Regions from separate parts of the Mus musculus genome. Here all the other regions are linked to region 1. Evidence: chromatin contacts called from public promoter capture Hi-C and targeted proximity ligation data. All regions are on one chromosome and are shown on one strand. The core of a region is the stretch at or near the end of the contact, and the rest is flanking DNA. Distances in the headings are between cores, read along the strand shown. Region 1 holds the start of Plcb3 (phospholipase C, beta 3). Region 2 overlaps Nrxn2 (neurexin II). Region 3 holds the start of Lgals12 (lectin, galactose binding, soluble 12). Region 4 holds the start of Tm7sf2 (transmembrane 7 superfamily member 2).

The links. Promoter capture Hi-C pulls out the DNA fragments that hold promoters and counts their contacts.
Region 2: a contact with region 1 is called in a promoter capture Hi-C map of embryonic stem cells. A contact is called at or near these places in 8 of 39 promoter capture datasets (the C10 cell line, the HPC-7 cell line, cranial neural crest and 4 more), 19 of 130 datasets of targeted methods (the 230-238 cell line, the NIH/3T3 cell line, bone marrow-derived macrophages and 9 more) and 2 of 9 other capture datasets (embryonic stem cells and liver).
Region 3: a targeted proximity ligation map of pancreatic cancer cells shows a contact between it and region 1. A contact is called at or near these places in 1 of 39 promoter capture datasets (liver) and 1 of 130 datasets of targeted methods (pancreatic cancer cells).
Region 4: a targeted proximity ligation map of extraembryonic endoderm stem cells shows a contact between it and region 1, with 4 times the contacts expected there. A contact is called at or near these places in 1 of 39 promoter capture datasets (liver), 1 of 484 Hi-C or Micro-C datasets (embryonic stem cells), 4 of 130 datasets of targeted methods (bone marrow-derived macrophages, extraembryonic endoderm stem cells, pancreatic cancer cells and 1 more) and 1 of 9 other capture datasets (embryonic stem cells).

What each region holds. Positions count from the first base shown.
Region 1 is chr19:6,968,429-6,971,128 of GRCm38.p6, forward strand. It overlaps Plcb3 (phospholipase C, beta 3), which reads right to left and starts at 1,386. Exons shown (of 31, transcript NM_001290349.1): 1 at 1,119-1,386. The coding sequence starts at 1,217. It overlaps Gm52400 (a long non-coding RNA gene), which reads left to right and starts at 268. Exons shown (of 3, transcript XR_003952919.1): 1 at 268-416; 2 at 1,566-1,672.
Region 2 is chr19:6,452,151-6,454,850 of GRCm38.p6, forward strand. All of the region lies in intron 5 of Nrxn2 (neurexin II), which reads left to right. Among named protein-coding and RNA genes, the nearest start is that of Gm14965, 35 kb to the left of the region's middle.
Region 3 is chr19:7,605,911-7,608,610 of GRCm38.p6, forward strand. Lgals12 (lectin, galactose binding, soluble 12) reads right to left here and starts at 1,283. Exons shown (of 10, transcript NM_001356574.2): 1 at 1,217-1,283; 2 at 752-913. The coding sequence starts at 820.
Region 4 is chr19:6,066,566-6,069,265 of GRCm38.p6, forward strand. It overlaps Tm7sf2 (transmembrane 7 superfamily member 2), which reads right to left and starts at 1,285. Exons shown (of 10, transcript NM_028454.2): 1 at 1,104-1,285; 2 at 558-754; 3 at 403-457; 4 at 1-128. The coding sequence starts at 1,155. It overlaps Vps51 (VPS51 GARP complex subunit), which reads right to left. Exons shown (of 10, transcript NM_001081041.1): 8 at 2,461-2,582; 9 at 2,290-2,377; 10 at 1,277-1,810. The coding sequence ends at 1,550.

The sequences.
Region 1 (2,700 bases), core at 136-2,635:
CCAGGGCTCTGGCTCTTCAGTTCCAAACTTTGTTCAGCACCCCCACCCCAACCCAGGCCCTCTCCTTGTTTCCACTTCCTTATTTGGGTTTATCACACTGCAAGGAAAAGGAGAAACTTTTCCCTTTAGTCTGGCCTGGGGGAAGGGGTATCCTGGGGCCCCGGGGGTACCCACCCTTGCCCAGCACACCTGCAGCTAAGGCCACGCCCCCAGCCCCTCCCCTTAGTTCTCACTCCTGCCCCACCCTGCCGGAAAGAAACCCAGCGTCTTCCAGGCCTATGGCCCGACTGGGAAGGAACAGTAAGGAAACTCAGGCCGCCTGAGTTGAGGCCCTAGGGAGCAAGGAGCCCAGGGGGTAGGAGAGGGAACAGTACAGAAACGTGGGTGAGACGTGATATCTAGATAAGAAGCCGCAGGTGAGTATCAGGGAAGTACCTGAGAGAAAGCAATAAAAAGTGGGGACCAGGATTTATTGAGGTTCAAAGTCACTAAGTTAAGGAGTGGGGAGCAAAGTTCCCAGAGTTGGAGGAACCTGGAAAGGAACAAAGTCTCCGGTAAGGGGTGGCTCGGTGCTCCCATCTGAACAGAAAGCTCGCTGGAATCCAGAAGCAGGACGAAAGGGTATCAACCAGGGCAGGCTGGAAAGGGATGACTATAATGGCTCAGGCAAGCGAGGCACTGAGAAGAGTAGGATCCCAGTGGCACCCCACCCAAGGCAAGGATGTCCTATGCCCCCATGGGGGTCCTGTGCCAGGAACAGGGGTCTGGGGACCAGACCAAAAACTAAGAACCAGCATGGAGACTTTGATATTCATCGTTGGCAAGGGTGGAAAAGAGTGAGAAGAAGGACAGGATTTACAGGGGTTCAAAGTCTCCATGCCAAGAAGAGCCCAATTGACCACAGCTACTGTCTTGCGGGGGAGAAGAGCGGGGACAACGACAAAGTCTTCAATTACCAGGACAACAGGGGACTCAAGTTTCCGGAGTGCAACAAGGCTGGAATAGGGGGTGAGGTGGTCAGGCAACACTGAAGTGGGGGTCCCTGGCATTCATCTAGTCGAATGTGACTGAAGGAATCCTTCGATCTAGGCAGAGCAGAGGACAGCCCACTCACTTACCTCGTCCCATTTGATGAACTTACTCCCGCGCCGCAGGGTCTCCACCACGGTGGGCGGCTCCAGCTGCAGCGCGTGGACGCCGGGCCTCGCGCCCGCCATGGCTAAGCCAGGGGCGGCTCGGGGACCTACGGAGCCCCGACGGGAACCGACGGTGCCACTGCTCTCTCCACACGCTCCCGCGCGGCCCGCTCTGGCCCCGCGGCGTCAGCGCCCGCCCGCCAGCCAGTCTGTCCCGGACGGACCGGAGACTCGGCGCCCGGCCCCGCCCCCGCAGAGCCCCGCCCCGTCGGGCGGTGCCGCCCCCTCCCACCGCTATGGTGCCGCCCGACCCACGGCGGCGCCCCCTCGCGGTTGGGGCGGCGACTGCAGCCAAAGGGATGATGGATGGAATGGGGGGGGTCTTTGTTGGCCGGCTGACTCAGTAGGACTCTCTTTTTTTTGTCTTAGATAAAGTGCTATTGAGGGTGCACCTGGAAAGACGGGTGTTGGAGCCGCTCAAGACATGCCAAGGTCAGCCGGTTGAGGACTCAGGTGGAAAAGGCGAAGATAATAAGGTTAGGGGACACAGACCCTTGTCCTCAACCCGACTCCTACCGCACTTAATGAGCTCAGGAAACGTCGTCACCCCATCTCTCTCCATCCCACTCCACCCGCGTGCCCTCACTTTGCCTCTCCCCCTCCTGCTGCAGCACAGTCCCCCCTCCCAGGGAGCACTTAGCTGGCTAATGGGCCTCCCGCCGGCAGGCGCCCCTCCCCCGTCCCTAGCTCTGGAGGCCTGGAGCTGCCACCTCCTTTGAGGACCCAGGCATCCTGGTTTTCCAGAGAAAACCTTGCCGCAGTTCTTGTGCTGCTGACCCTGTGACGGGAGCCAGTCTCAGTGAACCTCTTAGTTGAACATAGTGAAAGATGGTTGTTTGCCCAGAGGTGGCAGAAGCCTCGTGGGTGTCCCCAAAGGAGGGGTTGTGCAGCTCCTGGCCCACAGCAGGTGCCCTGAAATCTGTGTTCCAGTGATCTGAGGAACCGAAGGGGCAGACCCATGGGCACCGGCCGGGGTGGGGGCTGTAGCCCCCCCCGCAGGGCTTGGCTGGGGGGGCTCCTGCCTGGGGGCCCCTGTGGGAGCCCCCCCAATACAGAGGAGGCAGCAGCAGCAGGTTTAAAGTAGAACTCATCCAGAGGGGCCAGCCAAGTCACCTAGAAACCCAGAAAGAGTTGGAGCTAGCTCTGGGGGAGGAGGGTCGGCTAAGGAGGAGCTTCCCTACCGGCGCCTTTGCCCCAGGCGCTCAGGCCTCCAGAGGAGCCCTGCCTGGCACTGGCTGTCCTCCAAATCGCCATCATGGCGGCAAACTTAATGAATCTAGTTGTCTTTGGCTGTGGCCTTGTGCAGTGGTGTGATTGTTATCTCCACTTGAGGCCCAGAGAGGGGAAGGGACTTGCCCAAGGTCACACAGCTTCCTGAGAGGATTTAACCCCTCTTTCTGCTTCCTGCCTCTGCTCCCTGGTCTGTAGGAGAAAAGGGGGGGGGGTGCAGGCCTGTCATCTCCCTCCTCTTCTTCTTCCTTCTCCTCCTCCTCCTCCTTCTCCT
Region 2 (2,700 bases), core at 176-2,675, 520 kb before region 1:
GCGGCTGGAGAGCTTCCCAGAGGAGGCCTTGGAGCTGGTCTGCAAAGGGGGCAGCTGTTGCCTCCCTTTCACGGCACCTAGAAACCCTCTCAGTCCTTGGCCACATTCAGCTTTGTTAGGCACACTTGTGAAGCCACAGATTCCCTGATGGAGAAGCAAACAAGTATTGGCAGTGACTCCCTTTCTACACTAGGAGCTCTTAAGAGTTGTGGTTTCTCACGTGCTGATGGGAGTTGTAGTTCCTGACTGTGGCCTGGCCACTGTGGGTGATGGAGGAAAGCGCCCCCTGCCTGGCGCTTCAGGATTTGAGCATCTCAGATCCAGCTAGGGCTCCAAGAAGCTCCCAGGGCCACATCACATTACACTGCACATTCTGATCCCTGGAGTAACAGTCTCCATGAGGGTCCACCTTTGCTTCTCTCTCTCTCTCTTCTCTCTTCTCTCTTCTCTCTTCTCTCTTCTCTCTTCTCTCTTCTCTCTCTCCCCTCATCTTCAATTTTCTTGCTACCATTGCCCACCTGCCTACCATGCCTCTTCCCTCTTCTTAAATGAGTTCAGGCTCCCCCAGACCTTAGAAATCTCTTTCCCTTTCTAGGTCAGGAGGACTGAGGTCCAGTCAGCTCAGGCTTTGCGGCATAGCTGGCTTTGCCTCCTCCCCTGGGTCCACCTGAGGAGTCCGGGAACGGCCTCATTTCTGTTCTGCGCCTTGGCAGCCACAGTCCAGCCTCAGCCCTGCCTCTCCTTTTTTTTTTTTCCCCTGACTTCTTTTGTTTGGTCCCAATCACTTTTTCAGGTGGCTGCCGTATTTTCCTCTCCTTCTGTCTGTGTCTCAGCGATGTTATTTGCTTTGACCGCAGTGAAGGTGAGGGAGTGGGAGGGGAGGTCTGACCTCTGGGCGGGTTTAACAGTATGGGTGGTGAAGCCAAGGTCAAATGCATTCCTGTTTCTGGTCCTTGAGCCCCCTGGCTCTGTCAGTGTCTGAGCAGCAGGCCTGGTTGCTATGGAAACAATAAAGCTCCAGAAAGCCTTGGCTTCAGTTCCCCAGAGGTCCCTGTCCCCTTTCTATGCTGGCTGGCCCTCCTCCTTACCTGTCCCCTCAGGGTTCCCTCCTGTTCTTTATCAATAGGGTTCCATGTGACCGCTCCTTCCCTTACAGCCAGTCTCCATTTCTCTCCTGTCCCACTGAGGGTCCATCTTTGTCCCCTTCTACACTGAGCTCCTCACATCACCGTTAAATATGTCCTTGTCTCTGCTGGTCACCTCACCTTCGCTTAGGGTCCCCCGCACAGAGGGAGGGATTCAGATGGTCCCAATGTGGCCCGTGCCCTGCCCCCTCAGCTTGCTGCCCTGTGGCCTCAGGACAGAAGGCCTTGCCAGCTGCAGTGAGGGCTATGCCAGGCACTGGGGCAGCAGCTGGTGCCTTGGCATCCGGATGCAGCGGGGCAGTGTGGGCAGCCTGCCTGGAGGGAGAGAGGCAGGCTTGTGTGCTGGAGAAGAGGTCTGCAGAATCTGCAATGAGATCCCCGTGCTGGCCCGTGGGTCTGTTCCTAGGGGAGGACAGGTGTCTCACAGTGGTCCTCTGTGCCCATCTCTCAGTGCCTACCCTTCCTTCCCTGGTCCTTGAGAACATCTCCGGAGAAGCTCAGAGAGTTCAGTCTCTGCCTGGAGACCCTCACGACAAACACAGTCCTGTTTGCCCCTTACCCGTCTAGGGAGGCTGCAGGATCAGTATTTACTTATAGCGGACAGAAGTCACTGCCTGGGTGCAGGCCACCGCTCTCTTTGGTTTGGAATCTGGTTTTCTGCCTGGGCTTGTGCTCTGGTGTGTGAAATTGAGAGACTGGACCCCAACTCTCTATTTTTAGTCATGGTCTTCCTATTTGTCATCCACTTGTAGACCCCCCCCCCCAATCTTTATGGCCCTTCCATGAGTTGTGGCTTCCCCCACTAAAGACTGCCAGTAAAAATGGAACTTGAACTGGTTGCTGTGTCCATGCGTACACGTGCATAAACATATACGCTCACACATGTACACAGAGGTCATGTACACCCACGAGCATGCACACACGAAAGCCAGGCCCTCCCCTGCCGCTCACCGGGCAGTGTGGCTGTCTCAGGTTAGAGGAGGAAGTTGGGAGATGAGGGAGAGCTGGCATGAGCTCCCAGGTGAATGTGGCAGAGTGGCTGTCACCTGGTGCATATCCCTGTCCCTTGCAGTGCCTCCCCACATGCCTTAGTCCTGTCCCTCTGCACTCCATGGCTTTCCAATCTTCTCATCTGTGCAGGGCTAGACAGCTTACTCACTGGTTTCATCTCTTATGGGAAGGCCTGAGAGTACCCCTGTCACTGGGTACTGAGGACAGCTGTTACCAAAGAGGAAGTGAGAGGAGAGGTGGGCAGCTCAGGAGACACTTGGTGCTGCAGTCCTAGAGAGGCATCCCAGGGAGAAGCCTGGCAGAGCCTCTTATTTCTCCCTCACATGCCTTTGTTCCGGGGTGGCAGAGGTTGAGAGGATTGGTAGGGAGGAGACGGCGAAGCCTGTGGCTTTGTCTGGCCCTGTGGCAGCTTAATTGTCAGCTGTCAGTGTGAGAGCCACTTAGCAGCCTCCTGCTTTGGAAATGGACCTGGGGGAAGTTGACTTTTGGTAGCAAAGGCAGCAGGGTCCAGGATGACAGCATGTAGGAGGGGAAGAGGGCCTAA
Region 3 (2,700 bases), core at 33-2,532, 640 kb after region 1:
AATAAGATAATTGGAGCCCTGTCTTTCTCTTCAGCAGGCTCAGCACAGTGGGTGCTCCACAGAGGGTGTGCAGACAAGCTGGAAGGGGAACCTGGGGCAGTGTCACAGGGTCAGCCCTTATAGGTGGCTTGTCAACTCCCAGTGGCAATCAGAGAGCCCAGACCACTCCGAGGAGCCCTCCAGGTGGCGGTCTTAGCTTGCGAAGCAACAGGCTGTGGGGACCTAGGAGGTTTCAGGTGCTTCAGCCCTGTTGCTCAGGCACCTGGGGGGCGGGGGTGGGGGTGGGGGAGGAGCCAGAGGCCAGGATCTCTACATGGCATGGCAGCTTGGCAGGCAGCCCAGTGGCTTCCAGTTCCCAGGCTCTTGGCAGAATGTGTTAATTAACTGCTCTGATGGAGGTCTCTAAGGAGGAGAGAACCAAGCAGGGGAAAGTAATAATTAGTGCTCATTAGTGGTAGTGCCTGCTGGGAGTTTGGCCTTCTGAAAACGTGGCTGGGCTTCAGAAAGTCTCCTGGGCACTGAACAGGGGGAGGGAGAGAGGAATCCACATTCTCCCTGACTAGGAGGGTTTCCCTCAGGCTTGGAGAAGGGGCTGCCCTTAGTCATTAGTGTCCCTCATAGCAATCCACCTCCATTCTTCTAGCCATCTATCCCAGAAGAGGCGTATTGAATAGGCAAGGATCCTGGAAGCCCGACCAATCACTTGCAGGCTGGAATTTAGCTGATTGGTCGTTTTATTACGCTTACTCACCGGGTGGAAGACTGGCGGCTGCAGGATGAAGCTGTCAGGAATCGGGTCCAGGTGTTCGTCAGTTGACATGGGGGAGGGGCAACTTCAACTCAGCCTCTGATCCTGATTCCAGCAACGCGATTCCCCACGGAATGGACTCACTTTTCCCAGCCTCTGCAACAGCTATCCAAGCTGTTAGTCTTACTTGTTCGCTATGGAGTTCTAATGCTTCTTGGAGCCGACCTGGGAGGGGCACTGGCCCACCTCTAGGAACCACATCAACCCCCGCTATGATGGTACAGCAGCAGCTTTGCTGGACTGGACCTGCTAGCAGAAACTCCCGCGCGTCCAGGGGCGGGTAGCTGGCACTCACTCATGGACTTGCTAACTAGCCCATCTGTGTCTGTGTCTGAAGCACTTGGCCACTTCAAAGGGAAGCCTAGGGCCGGCTCATTTCAGCGAGGGCTTTTGTTTCCTGGGGCTCACCTGGGCCTTCAGCGGATAGTAGGAAGGGAAGCTGCTGCTGCTGGTGGTACACGTGTGCAGGTTCCTTAAGAGGCCCCGCCCCCAGGTTCCTGGCTCCTCCCGCATTCATTCCCTGGTTGCTTTCCCCTCTCTTCCCCTTTCCCCCAAGTTGTTCAGTCCCTTGAGGCCATTTCAGCATTAGCTGCAAATGCCAGGGACCAGCTAGGGTCACAAGAAAGTGGAGTGACAAAGGCCAGGCAGAGGAGGGCTCCCTTGGTCTCAGACAAAGCAGCACTGGCTAGAGGGAACACAGCCTCTGCTCTTACATGCTGTGTCCTTCCACAAGTCACTTCTCCTTGAGCCTCCCTTTGTTCATCCCGGTGTCACAAGGGTGACCATGGCTGGGCTTTGTGTTTGAGCCTGGACCCATATTGCTGTTTTAGGAGAGGCCTCTAGGCCTGGCTCAGATTCCAGTTAAAGTTCCTCTTTCAAAATAGCATAACTCCTCAACTTTAGCCTACGTTGGGAGGTTTCCTGATCTAACTATGGGGTCAGACTTGGCAGCAGGGAATTCCTGGTATGTCAGCTACACAGGGTGTTGGTACAGTCGTTCCAGGGATAAGAGCGCCATGTGAGGGGCCTGGCGGAGGGATTGGGCAGGTCTACCTCACCTGATCTCCCCACCTAGAAGTTTGCCAGAAAGGTGAACTGTGGCGTCTCCACCCCGGGACCTACTGGAGAAAGCTCTTTGGGAGTGAAGTCCAGGAAATGGCCTTGCAGGCAATTCTACTGAGCATTAATGAGAAACCCTGACTTGGGTTCTAACTGAAAGCACTTTGGGTGCCAAGCAAGGAGTTTGTTCAGCTGTGGCTGGGTAGGTGTGGCAGGAGAGCTGAAGGTGTTTCTGTGGGAAATCCAATCCTGGGTGTGTTCAGAAAGAGATATGTTCGCCACAGTGGGGAGGAGAAACGGCAGGTGGAGAGACCAGTTGAGCCAGGCTATAGTGCCCTGCACTGTAGTCAGATCTGGGTCCCCAAGGCTAGTGGTGCCCTTCCCCCACCCCACATCAGCCCTGCTGGGAAATGAGGGAGGAGGGTGCACTCATTTACTTGGGTTGTCATAACAAAATACAACAGATTGGGTGGGGTGTAAACAACAGAACTCTATTTTGTCTCTGTTCTAGAAGTTCAAGATCAAAGTGTTGTCTGGGACCTCTGTTGTGGGTTGGCAGCCAGCCTTGTTCTCATACAGTTGTCTCTGCTGGGAGGGTCTTGGACGATTGCAGAATACCTTAAGAATCCATTCCGCAGACCAAGAAAGGGACCTTCTTCACCTGGGAGTCAGTTGACAACATCTGGACACTTGATGGAATAATTAGAGGGTGTGAACATTAGGAGAAAAACTAGTCAGGACGAATGGACAAAGTTGGCAGCTGGCCCACCACCATTCAGCTTAGCTGGAATTATTTTTATGTATGTGGGTATTAGGTAGTCCAGTTTCATTTT
Region 4 (2,700 bases), core at 35-2,534, 900 kb before region 1:
GAAGATAAAGCTGGTGAGAGTGGTCGCAAAGGCCAAGGGCAGGAGCATTCCAGGGAGTGCCCCCAGGGGCAGCCCCACTGACACCCCCAGCCCCATCAACAGGGCTGTTAGCACCAGAGCCTGGAAGCCTGAACCACAGCACAGAGTGAGCCCTGGGGTGGCTTGCATACTTCCAAAGCCAACACACACACACACACACACACACACACACACACGCAGTTCTGGGAGAACATTGGCCATTGGCCTGGAGCTGAGTAGTAGCAAAAGAGGTAGATGCACGGCGAGGTTCCCATAAGGGCACAAACATGTCATCAGAGCTGGTCCATAAACCTCCCACCACCCTTGGAACCCACCCCAACCCATGTTAACTGCGATTCAGGGAGGGGGGGGAACCCCAGTCACCATTAATAGGGTAGCGCAGGCGACTCTTGTCCTTCAGTTCCAGGCCTTCGGCCACCTGCGGGTACAGGGCAGGTTTTATAAGAGCTGGGGATGACTTCCCAGGCTCCAGCCCTCCCTGCACCCTCCTCCCTGGTGTGTTAAAACAGATCACACACCTTGCGTGCAGGCAGCAAATAGAGCGCCACCTGCAGGCCGAGCCAGATGAACAATAGCAGCAGAGCCCATGGGCTCCACAGCTCCTCCAGCCCAGGCAGATAGGCCGGTAGGGCCAGGAGGCGCGCCGGGCCCGAGCGAGCCGCCAGGAGCAGGTGGAACATGGTGGCAGGCAGCAGGATCAGTAAAGCCGCGACGCCTGGAAAGAGGGCCACTGTGTAGCGTGACTGCTCCCAAGAGCTCTCTCAAGTCCTCGGGCGCCTTGAGTCACCTGCCTGCTTAGCAGTTTCCCAGCGCCATACTCCTATCTTAATTTTCATCTTGTTCCTCTGCCCTCTGGCATTCCCAAAGACCATCCTGCTCTCCCAACTGTCTTTCATTACACAAACTCCCCGCTGTGCTGCTGTCAGCACTCCCTCCTCTTCTGCAGACACCCCGACACCCGCGCACCGGATCCTTCTGCTCCGAGCCTTCTATAGAGCTCGTATCCTATCCTGCTCCCGTTAAGTGGCATCAGGTCAGCCTCCACCCCAAACCTTCCCATTTACCCAACGGCCCCCCGAATTCCAGTGGGGCCTGGGAGGCCTCACGAGAAGTCATGATCTCTGCTTTGCCGGGGAACAATGGTTCACAAAAGTCGATCAAGGAAACACAAACCGCCCCATGCCGGGTTATGGCTCTGCATCAGACACGGAGGTGGAAAAGCTGCTGCTCTTGTTCATTGATCTTTAAATGGACGCGCCCTCTGCCCACCCTGGGCCCAGCACAGTAGCCAATCAGCGCTGGGAGGCGGGCCCCATGCTGGCGCCTCAGAAGCTTCGGCACTGAAACCCAACCCGGGCGGGTCCCGCCCCTGCAGGCAAGAGGAAGGAGGAGGACACATAAGTTTATTAGAAGGATCCATGAACCCGCCAGCGGGGAAGGGCCTCTAGGATGAGAACAGGGCACAGGGAGGACAGGGCGATAGGGCTACTACGCGACTCGTTGGCAGATTCTAGCCGCGCTCGCAGATGACCTCGACAACACTAGGTTCCATGGGCACTGGGTCGGGACAGCGCAGAGCAGCTGAGGCTACTACTTCGTCCAGCAGCAGGTGCACTAGCTCCTCATCAGCCACAAAGCGCCACAAGTAAAGCTGCAGGAAGTGGCAGTCCACCTGCACCTGCTGCAGCCCAAAGCGCCCAAAGGTGCGTAGGCGCACACACTCCAGTAGTGTCTTCAAGCTGATCTTAATGATGCCAGTCAGCACCGACACCTGCAGGTGGACACAGGGATGCAGCTCAGGATTGCCGTCTTTTGGGGAGGAGGATACATCCAAATTCTGAGCAGAGGCAAGGGAGATAAAGACAGAAATTTCTAGGGCTCAGCTAAGAAGGGAACAATGCAATGTTGCCACCATAAAGGCGAGGGCAGGTAAACCCCGGTGGTCAGATCAGAGATGGGGCCTCATGAATACGATGGGCAGCAGTCACCACTGACTACAAAGTAAAATGGAGGAAAGATATTGCTGAGCTTGGGCTTCGGAGGGGCAGAGATCAAGATATGAGTGGGAACCCCCGATGACTAAAGACTAGTTTGGAGAGTAAAGTGTGGACAAGGTGGTTTTGCTCTGGACCTAGAGACAGAGATTACGTAAAGTGATCTTTAATTCTGCTCAGATGTGGTCCTAGGGCTCTCTGGGTTAGTGTGGGAGCCACCCTTCCCCTGGGATGTAGAGGAGAAGGTACTTCAGACCTTGTTGAATTCCACGGGGCTGAACACATCGATCCGTTCAGAGAACAGCTTCTGAATATTGCTCAGGAGGTTTGTGTCCATGGGAGCACTGGAAGGGGGAAAGAAAGAGTGAGAGGCCACTCTGCCCAGCCTCCCTCTTCTGTCTCTCAGGGAGGCTCCTAGCAGCCTGACCTGGGTGTGTAGCTGGGTGCATAGCGGCCCTGCTGCCGGGAGCTGCTGTACACAGAGAAAGTCCTTTTGCTTGAGTCACTGCTCTGGGCCTTCCGGACACCCTCTTCATACAGGAGCCCCACCTGGGGGAGAAAAGATGCGCTGCAAGGTCAGAGCATGGTTACTGACAAAACCTCCCCTCTCTGCTGGTTGAAGAATCCTAGGTATGGTCACCACCTACACAATCAGGGGAGTGGGAGC